3 separate regions of the Sus scrofa genome follow, and all the other regions are linked to region 1. The links are chromatin contacts, called in public HiChIP or PLAC-seq maps. All regions are on one chromosome and are shown on one strand. Each heading gives the region's core, a stretch centred on a gene start, on an enhancer-like site or on the middle of the called end of the contact. The rest is flanking DNA. Distances are from core to core; before and after follow the strand shown.

Region 1 (2,744 bases), core at 134-2,633:
GGCAGTTTATTCACTTAAAACCATCTTGTCTGCACCCCTTGGAAAGGTTTTGAGTTCGCTGGTTGGAGAGCACTGCTTTCATCACCTATCATTTTGCAAAAATAGATGTGGTCTCTGATGTGCAGTTTTTTTTAATCCCCCTTAAATTCAGGTAAATAAGCCTGGATAATCTGGATTCTGATCCACTGTGTCTTTTCTATAGTGTAGCTGATATTGGCATCAAAATATTATTTTATCTTATCAAAATAAACATGAAGTAGTTTCCAAAATATTTGTTCCATTTTCTAAACTGCTGATTTTGGTTGTCTGAATTATAAGACATGATTTTTGAATTATTGAATGACATTGAGCTCCAGTAAGTATCAACTTACTCTCTTACTCGTCCAGGTTGTGAAATGTTAGTTGCTTATTTTCTCTGCCTTCACTTGGCATCCAACTCATACCCCCATGTTAGATCATACTGCCTACCAAGGAGGCAGTCAGTGCAAGTAAAATTCAATCACGATTTGTGACATACCCTTAAAATTTACGTTTTTCCTTCTTTTTAAAAGATTTTAAAGTTTCATCTAGGAAAGTATCACTGGCTTTAATCATGTGAGATGACATTTTTGGTCAGTAATTCAATATTTCATTCACTCATTAAATATCTATGAAATGACAGAACATAAGTCCCTTGTGCCAAGTCCCTTAGTTGATTAGTGGTAGAGCCAGGGTTTGAACCTGCGTTCACCTGCCTCTCAAGCCAAGCTCTCCACCAGGACTCTGTAGCCACCTTCACATGCCAGGCGCTGTGTTTGGCCCTGGGGCTGCAGCCAGGAACAGGAGCAACAAGATCAGTGTGGTCTCTGACCCAGACACTCACATCCCGCTGCGGAAGGCAGACGTGGAACTGGTGTTTGAGGAATGATGGTGCCGGGAAGGGACAGAGCAGAGATGCAGGGAGATGGCCCCAGGGAGATTGCAGAAGGGGTTATCCACAGTTCACCTGAAGGAGTTGGAATCAATCCTAATAAGGACGGGGAAGTCACTAAAGGACTTAAGCGGTCGAGTGACTCGATCACTTATACCTACGGATGCCCACCAGGACAGCCGAGCTGCCCCGTGAAGGGGAAAGTGCTGACGAGTGGCTGGGTGGAGAGCGGAAGTGGGTTAGGAGGCTGTTGCGCGTCCCAGGCCAGAATGGATGAAGTAGATGGAGCAGGGCTGGGGCCACTGGAAGGGAGCAGCTGGACCACAGAGGTGCCAGGGAGGTAGAAGCTGCCAGACGTTTGACCAAGTGGAAGGAGGGGCTGGCGAAGGAATTGAGGAAAGTGGGACCTGGACCACGGGGAAGGGTTGCAGTCACGAGTGCCCACTGCGCCCTCTTGCTGTGCAAAGGGGTAATACAGTTTATATTTCTAGTGTCACAATGACAGAACTGCCCCAGCATTGGCTGCCTTTCCGTGTTCCCCTGACTACCTGCGGCCTCTGTTCTCTCTGCTTTGTTGTTGGAGAACTAGAGAGCAACTTGGATGGCATCAGGGACCTCTTGTATGATGGGGTGAGACTAAGTGTGACTTGAACAGAGGGAGCGCCCCTTATCACACGTGGCGTGCGGACACTCTGAACTTATCCTCTGTGCCTTCTGGATTCTAACTGGGATCATTATTCTGTAACTAACTGGGGTCATCTGAAAACAGCACTAGCCCTTGGTTGTTTCCCGCAAATCCGGCAGGTGCCATAGCCCCTCATGTGCTCCCCTCTGTGGTGTGTGGGGAGCTTTGCACCCCTTGCGGCCGAGGTGTGGGTGCAGCCTGGCTGCTCTGGGTGCTCCCTGCAGCTGACGGCCCGCACCTTCCCCCTCCCGTCCCATCCCCAGCTCCCTTCTCTAGGGTGTCAGAATTGCAGGGACATAATTGCAGTTGAGGGGCAATAGCACCCCCACCTGACTCTAACTAAGGACTCTCAATCTCCCCCTAGAAACCTCAAGGATTCTGGGAAAAGAAAAGACCCCTTCCACCCCCACCCCCACTGCAGCCTCCAAAGCGTGGGTGGGACTCAACAGTCCTAGGTACTCCCAGGCCCTGAGACTTGTCTTGGCTTTTTTGTTTCACTGCCACTAGATGGCAGGACAGCATCATTTTATATCCATCTCACTGAGCTCAATAAACCAGACTTCCTTAATTCACCATTCTTAAAAAACAAAAATTTATTAAAATGTCTTCTACTTATCTGATTATTGAAGAACCCTTGGAAAACACAGAAAACCACAAAGGAAAAACATATTTAGCATGTAAATTTAAAATTAATCAAGTGTTTAGACTATAAAAAATGACTTAGAAGAAATAAGTACAGTCTGCCCCCTGTATCCGTGGGCTCCGTATCTGTGGATTCAACCAATGGCAGATCGAAAATGTTAGGAGAAAAAAATACCAGACAGTTCCAAAAAGCAAAACTTGGGTTTGCTGAGTGCTGGCAACTATTCGTATAGCATTTATATTGTTTGAGGCAGTAGAAGTAATCTAGAGAGAATTTAAAGTCTGAAGGAGGATGTGCATAGGTTCTATGCAAATACTACTCCATTTAAATATGGGACTTGAGCATCCGTGGATTTTGGTATCCTCAGGAGTCCTGGAACTGATCCCCCTCAGTACAAAGGGACACTTGTGTGTGCCCAGTCTGTGTCCATCATGAGCCATAGTTTATGAGGCCTCATGTTGTATGAGAACTTGAAGAAGGATGCCTCTCATTGTAAAGGTAGCCCT
Region 2 (2,744 bases), core at 88-2,587, 220 kb after region 1:
ATAATGAGATTCACAGTGTCTCTAGGCACCAGGATGCAGCTTCGATCCCTGGCCCAGCCCAATGGGTTAAGGATCTGGTGTTGCTGAAGCTGCAGATGAGGCTGCAATGCGGCTCAGATCCAATCTCTGGCCTAGGAACTCCGCATGCCTTGGGAAGGCCAAAAAAGAAAAAAATAATAATAAAATAAAACCTTACTTAGTATATTTTTAAACTCCATTTAGACAAAAATTTAGGAGTTCCTGTCATGGTTCAGCAGAAATGAATCTGACTAGCATCCATGAGTTTCAATCCCTGGCCTCGCTCGGTGGGTTAAGATCCGGTGTTACCATGAGGTGCTGGTTGCAGACATAGCTTGGATCTGGTGTGGCTGTGGTGTAGGCTAACAGCTACAGCTCCAATTCAGCCCCCAGCCTGGGAACCTCCATATGCCACGGGTGCAGCCATAAAAATACAAAAGACAAAAGATGAAAATTTAAATAAAATCATGGTCTATCCAATATGAAGTAATTGTGCTATTTTACAGATTTGTGATGTTGATATTAAGAATATATTGCTCTTTATGATGTGACTTTTTTTCATGACACATGGAATACAGCTAGACATTGCTGATATTTTATGCTCAATTCTTACCTAGCCAATTGTTTAAAAGCAGATATTATCAAGGAATTTGGATAACTGAAATAACAGCAAATGTATTTCTAAACTCCCACAATCTGAAATTTGCCTTTCAGTGCATAAAATGACACTTCATCACCATCTACTGATACGTCCATATGAGCTAGTTATTTTCCAAAAGGGAGATAAACCCCTGAAAACCAATAAATAGGACTGCTTCAAATCAGCTTTCAAAACATCAGGTTTTAGTAAAACTAAAATGAAAATTTTTTCACACTAATGAGTATTGTACTTCATTTTGCTGTTCATCGAAGCACTTTAAATTGACTTTTAGTTCAGATAGGATTTAGCTTTTTTAGCTGAAAGACAGCTCTATAATCTTTAAACCATGTTTATGCCTTAGAACTCTATGATACTCAATACATGTATTAAAATATTTATATATCAATATCTATTTAATTATGGCATACATATACAATTTAGTATGTATAATTTGTGTATGTATTTGACCAGCTATAGTTCCTAGTTTTCCCTTTTGATGCCAAAGTCAAATTCCAGTCAATCTTACAGCACAACTTTAATAGGTAGCAATATTACCATACTTGGCGAATTACCATTTAAATGTATGTTCAGCATATTTTGTGTTGCTAAGAGAAGCTGACAGATAGTATTCCTGTATCTGCTCCCTCTTCCTCTTATTGAAGAAATTGCTGAACTGCCGTGGGAAGAGTAGGAGGATCCTGAAGAAAGGCCAAGTTCTATATCTCGCCAACACAGGAGAACATGCACTTCCCCTAATACTTTGAGATTTTAATTGTGCAGAGAGGCATCTCATTAAATAACAACTATCTCTTTAAAGTGAGATTGTTCTATCTTTAGCATTTTGTTTGAAATGACCCCACAACAAAGTCCCTCCACTAGAGTAAACAAGATAAGGAGGATAAATATTTGAAGTAGGGTTTATCTCCCCATCGTGGAAAGGGAAAAACAATAGCTTACCCATATTCAGGAAGCTGACATGCCCTAAGAATCCAAGCATTGCCAGGGATCTAATGAGGCCATTTACCCTGAGCCCCAGTCTAGGCAGCAACACACTTAACTCAGCCTTGCTGAAAGTCAAGTAGGAAAGACAGCTGCTTTTACGTCTTTAACTTTCTGAAGAAAGAACAAAATAATCATCATATGGGCCCAGAACCTCACTTGGTTTAATTGGACTTTGCTCTAAAAATTTTTAAATATTCATGGGTGTTTGGCTCTGGTGCAGTGTTGTAGATAAAAGGTATGTATCACTGATGTCATTTCAATAATTTGTGTTTATAAAGTACCTCTGCCAGATCCTATCATAACGAATGTAGGCATTTTAGTCACTCAGTCAGCCATCTAAAGACAAGGATCCAGCCTATTTTAAAATGCTATTTTGCAACCTCGATAGGCAGTACATTCTATTATTTATCAACCTTCCAAAGAGGCTGTCTATGTGTCTGATCTATGTGACTTGCTCTATATTGCAAGCATCCCACTTGCTTGTTGCTCAATGAACATGTTCTAAGCTCTTCATAATCTTAACCTATTCTTTTTAAAGTTAATTATTTTGTACCTTAATATTTTCTCCAATTCAATATTAATTCCCCATATATATGCCTCCAATGTCCTCTTTCTTGGTCTTCTCTTTTCTGTTGGCCCTTCCTGAACTGTCCACAGCCACCTAAGTTATAAAGCCAAAAAGGAAAGCACCTTCTGTGCAGAGGTAAACTAACGCTAGAGATTAGGCACACTTCTGGATGTCACCAGGGAGTTCTGAGGACCTTCTCTCCAGTGAACAAGCACGACTGGTAAAATCTATCTTAAAAAAAAATAACAAACAAAAAACCTCTGTAAATTGTCTCAATTGCGTACAGCAAAGTAAGACACATTTATTCAAGAAAATCTACTAGCAACTCAAGAATCTGTGGCACTAGAGCCATGACTCATTCCCTTGCTCCCTTTGCCCCAGATCAGCATGACAGAAGTGCCACTCTGGGTGGGGGTGGGGGGGTGGCCAAGAAGACTGAATTCCCTCTCCCCAGTTCCCAGTAAAAGGCTATAGTGGTTCCCCAGGAGGGCAGGCTGCCAGCAATTTTTTTTTTTT
Region 3 (2,744 bases), core at 160-2,659, 150 kb after region 1:
TTCTGGCTTGTAAAACTGGACAGGTGGTGGTACCTTTCAGTGACAGGAAACACTGTAGAAAGAACAAATTTGGAAGGGAAGTTCATGAGTTTATTTGAAACATTTTCCGTATGACTTCCATTGCTTTTAAGGATAAAGATCTCAATCTCTAATGTGATTTACCTCAACAAACAGGTTGATCCTGTGTTTATTTTTGTTTTGTCCCATGCTTCCCTTTGTTCTCTGAGCTTAGTCACTTACCTTCTTTAGTCTTTCTTGTCCCCTCTTGCATGTGTTGTTTTCTCTTCCTATAATCTCCTTTATTCCTTGTTTCCACTGTTTAACATCTTCTCATCATTCACATCTCACCTTGGTCATCACTTTTTCAAAGAAGTGTTGGGGTATATTCATCAGGAAGAAAAAATATATGTATTTTGATGTAATGTGATATTTGTGTACATATATTACATATGTAAAATATATTTTGACTCAACTCATGGATTCCTTTTTGATTCATTGTTATAAATCATCACAGTCATTTATTTTGATTTTCAAATTGTCCCCATTCGACTAAATGGATCCCCTTCATGCTATCACCTGTGTCCTTTTGACATGTCCTTATTATTCTCTAAGCACTTCTTGACTTGTTCCCCCCAAAAATATTTCCAGGTTCATCTTATACTTTCCCAGCCCCATCTTTGAATCAGCCATTTCTCTAAGGAGTTCTGATTCCTTATAGTATTGAATATTAAGAATGATTTTGAAGAAACAAGATCTGGGCACTAGATGTGCATACTGTTACTGGGGTGTGTCTTTTCTTCCAGTTCCTCCCAACTAATTTAAAAGTTGCTTAAACTAGTCCCTCCCACCCACCATGAGGCTTTGCTATTCATTTGAAGTACAGCTAGATTCATTTGTTTCTCTTTGTATTTTTAAGCCCCCTTTCCCTGTTTTGGTTGATTTTATTTTCGAGTATGTAAAATTATAACATGGTCTGAAAGTCAGAACTGTGCAGAAAGGATAGTTTCATCTACCCCTCTCTTCTGCTTATTCCTACCTTCTCATTCTTTCATCCTGTTCTTTTTCTTTAAAACAAATTTTTTTTAACATTAAAAAGTGACATACTATTGACATTTTTATGCACTTCAGTTTTTTCATGAGACATTTTTCCTGGCAGTCACTCCACACAAGTTTATAGAGAATTTCCTGGTAGTTTTTAACATCTTCATGGTACTTAGCCTGTGTATGTATGTGTGTACATGATTTATCCAGGCACTTTCCTATCCTGTGTATTGGCCCTTATATTGTTTCTAATATTTAGCAGTTAACACACAATGAATAATCTCATGGATACATTTTTGTAGTGCTGATAGTGTATTTTAAGGATGAATTCTTGGAAGTGAGGATTGCTGGGTCAAAGTTAAATGTACATAAGTTTAGTTAGATATTGCCACATTCCACACCAGGAGGGTTGCACCAGTTTGCATTCTCACTAGCAGTGTATGAGTGTGGTTCTTTTCCCATTGCTGTTCCAATAAAATGTTGACATACTTTTAAATTTTTGCTGATCTAGTATTCCTTTTATATGACAAATGGTATCTTGGTGTAGTTTTAAATTGCATTTTAGAGTGGAGTTGAACAAGCCTTTTCATATGTTTCTGCATATTTATTGTAAATGGGGTTTTGTCTACTACTGTATCCTCCAGCTAGATGTTATGTAGATATAGAAAGGCTGTTGGGTTTTGTGTGTCAGTTTTCAGTTCTACTGCGTCCTGACTTTTATTATTTGGGTTAGTTTTATAATTGATTTTCTGGAGTTTTCCTAACATACTATTACATTGTTTGCAAAGAAAATTTTCATTTCTTACGTCTGTATCTAAATACTCTTATCTAATTTTGTTGTCTAAAACCACTGTTCCACATCATTGTTAAATAGTATTGGAAACAGTTGGTGTCTCTGCCTTGTTCCTTATCTTATTGGAAAACTTCTAGTTTTTCTCCAGTAAGTAAGTGGCTAGTTTTTGGACTCAGTTGTATTTATTTACCCAATTAATGAGTTATCACAGTACAGAATTACTTTTAAGTTATATCCCAGTAAACCTGATGTTAAAATTAAGAATGTATCTCTACTGCTTCAAAGTTTGGAGGAGAATGGTGGCTACCTAATTTTGAATCTTCCCATTTTCCTTTTCCCCTTCCCTAGACATAAAAACAACAGGGAGAGTAAGTAAAACCACACTTGATCCTCTGTTCAGTGATACTAAGAGACAATATCATGGCCTTCAGATTACCCGTAAATTGAGAAATACACTTATCTCCATGAGAGATCCTGCTGCTGCTAGCTTGCAGGTGCTGAGAACAGGGATGGAGGAGGTGTAAAAGACTCCATGAAAAAAAGGGGTTCTGAGGAATTGGGCAAAACACAAACCCCCTTACCTGCAGAAAAAGAACTCAACTCCAGCTCTAGTATTGATGCCCTAGAACATAGTACTAGCTCTTGAAAGAGTGTGGGACTGGGAACAGAAGCCTCAGAGAAGCATTGCTTCCTGAAAAGACTCAGATAATAGAAGTGTGTGTGGTTTCCCTTGGAGATAGTCTCCTGAAGGGAAGAAGAAAATAAGAGGGAAAAGTTAAGAATGCTGCAGAAACAAAAGAAAATACACATCAGCTCCTCCTTCCAGTGGTGCTGTCTGAAAATGAAATTCAGAAAAAGGGAACTGTCAGAAGAGGGCACTCTCAAGCCAGGAGCTTTGTCCACAAAGTGA

Evidence for each region. HiChIP or PLAC-seq counts read pairs in DNA pulled down with a chosen protein or histone mark.
Region 2: an H3K27ac HiChIP or PLAC-seq map of alveolar macrophages shows a contact between it and region 1. The contact joins two enhancer-like sites. A contact is called at or near these places in 2 of 47 Hi-C or Micro-C datasets (embryonic fibroblasts and liver) and 1 of 2 datasets of contacts at active chromatin or transcription factors (alveolar macrophages).
Region 3: an H3K27ac HiChIP or PLAC-seq map of alveolar macrophages shows a contact between it and region 1. The contact joins two enhancer-like sites. A contact is called at or near these places in 1 of 47 Hi-C or Micro-C datasets (liver) and 1 of 2 datasets of contacts at active chromatin or transcription factors (alveolar macrophages).

Annotation. Positions count from the first base shown.
Region 1 is chr14:124,029,583-124,032,326 of Sscrofa11.1, forward strand. All of the region lies in intron 2 of CASP7 (caspase-7), which reads left to right. Among named protein-coding and RNA genes, the nearest start is that of CASP7, 13 kb to the left of the region's middle. Within about 2 kb of position 1,384, at least 19 of the 83 cell types and tissues checked have an H3K27ac peak or open chromatin away from gene starts, as enhancers often do. A contact at or near this core is called in alveolar macrophages, where this site is marked.
Region 2 is chr14:124,248,759-124,251,502 of Sscrofa11.1, forward strand. No RefSeq gene overlaps it. Among named protein-coding and RNA genes, the nearest start is that of NHLRC2, 87 kb to the left of the region's middle. Within about 2 kb of position 1,338, at least 3 of the 83 cell types and tissues checked have an H3K27ac peak or open chromatin away from gene starts, as enhancers often do. A contact at or near this core is called in alveolar macrophages, where this site is marked.
Region 3 is chr14:124,178,367-124,181,110 of Sscrofa11.1, forward strand. All of the region lies in intron 2 of NHLRC2 (NHL repeat containing 2), which reads left to right. Among named protein-coding and RNA genes, the nearest start is that of NHLRC2, 17 kb to the left of the region's middle. Within about 2 kb of position 1,410, at least 1 of the 83 cell types and tissues checked has an H3K27ac peak or open chromatin away from gene starts, as enhancers often do. A contact at or near this core is called in alveolar macrophages, where this site is marked.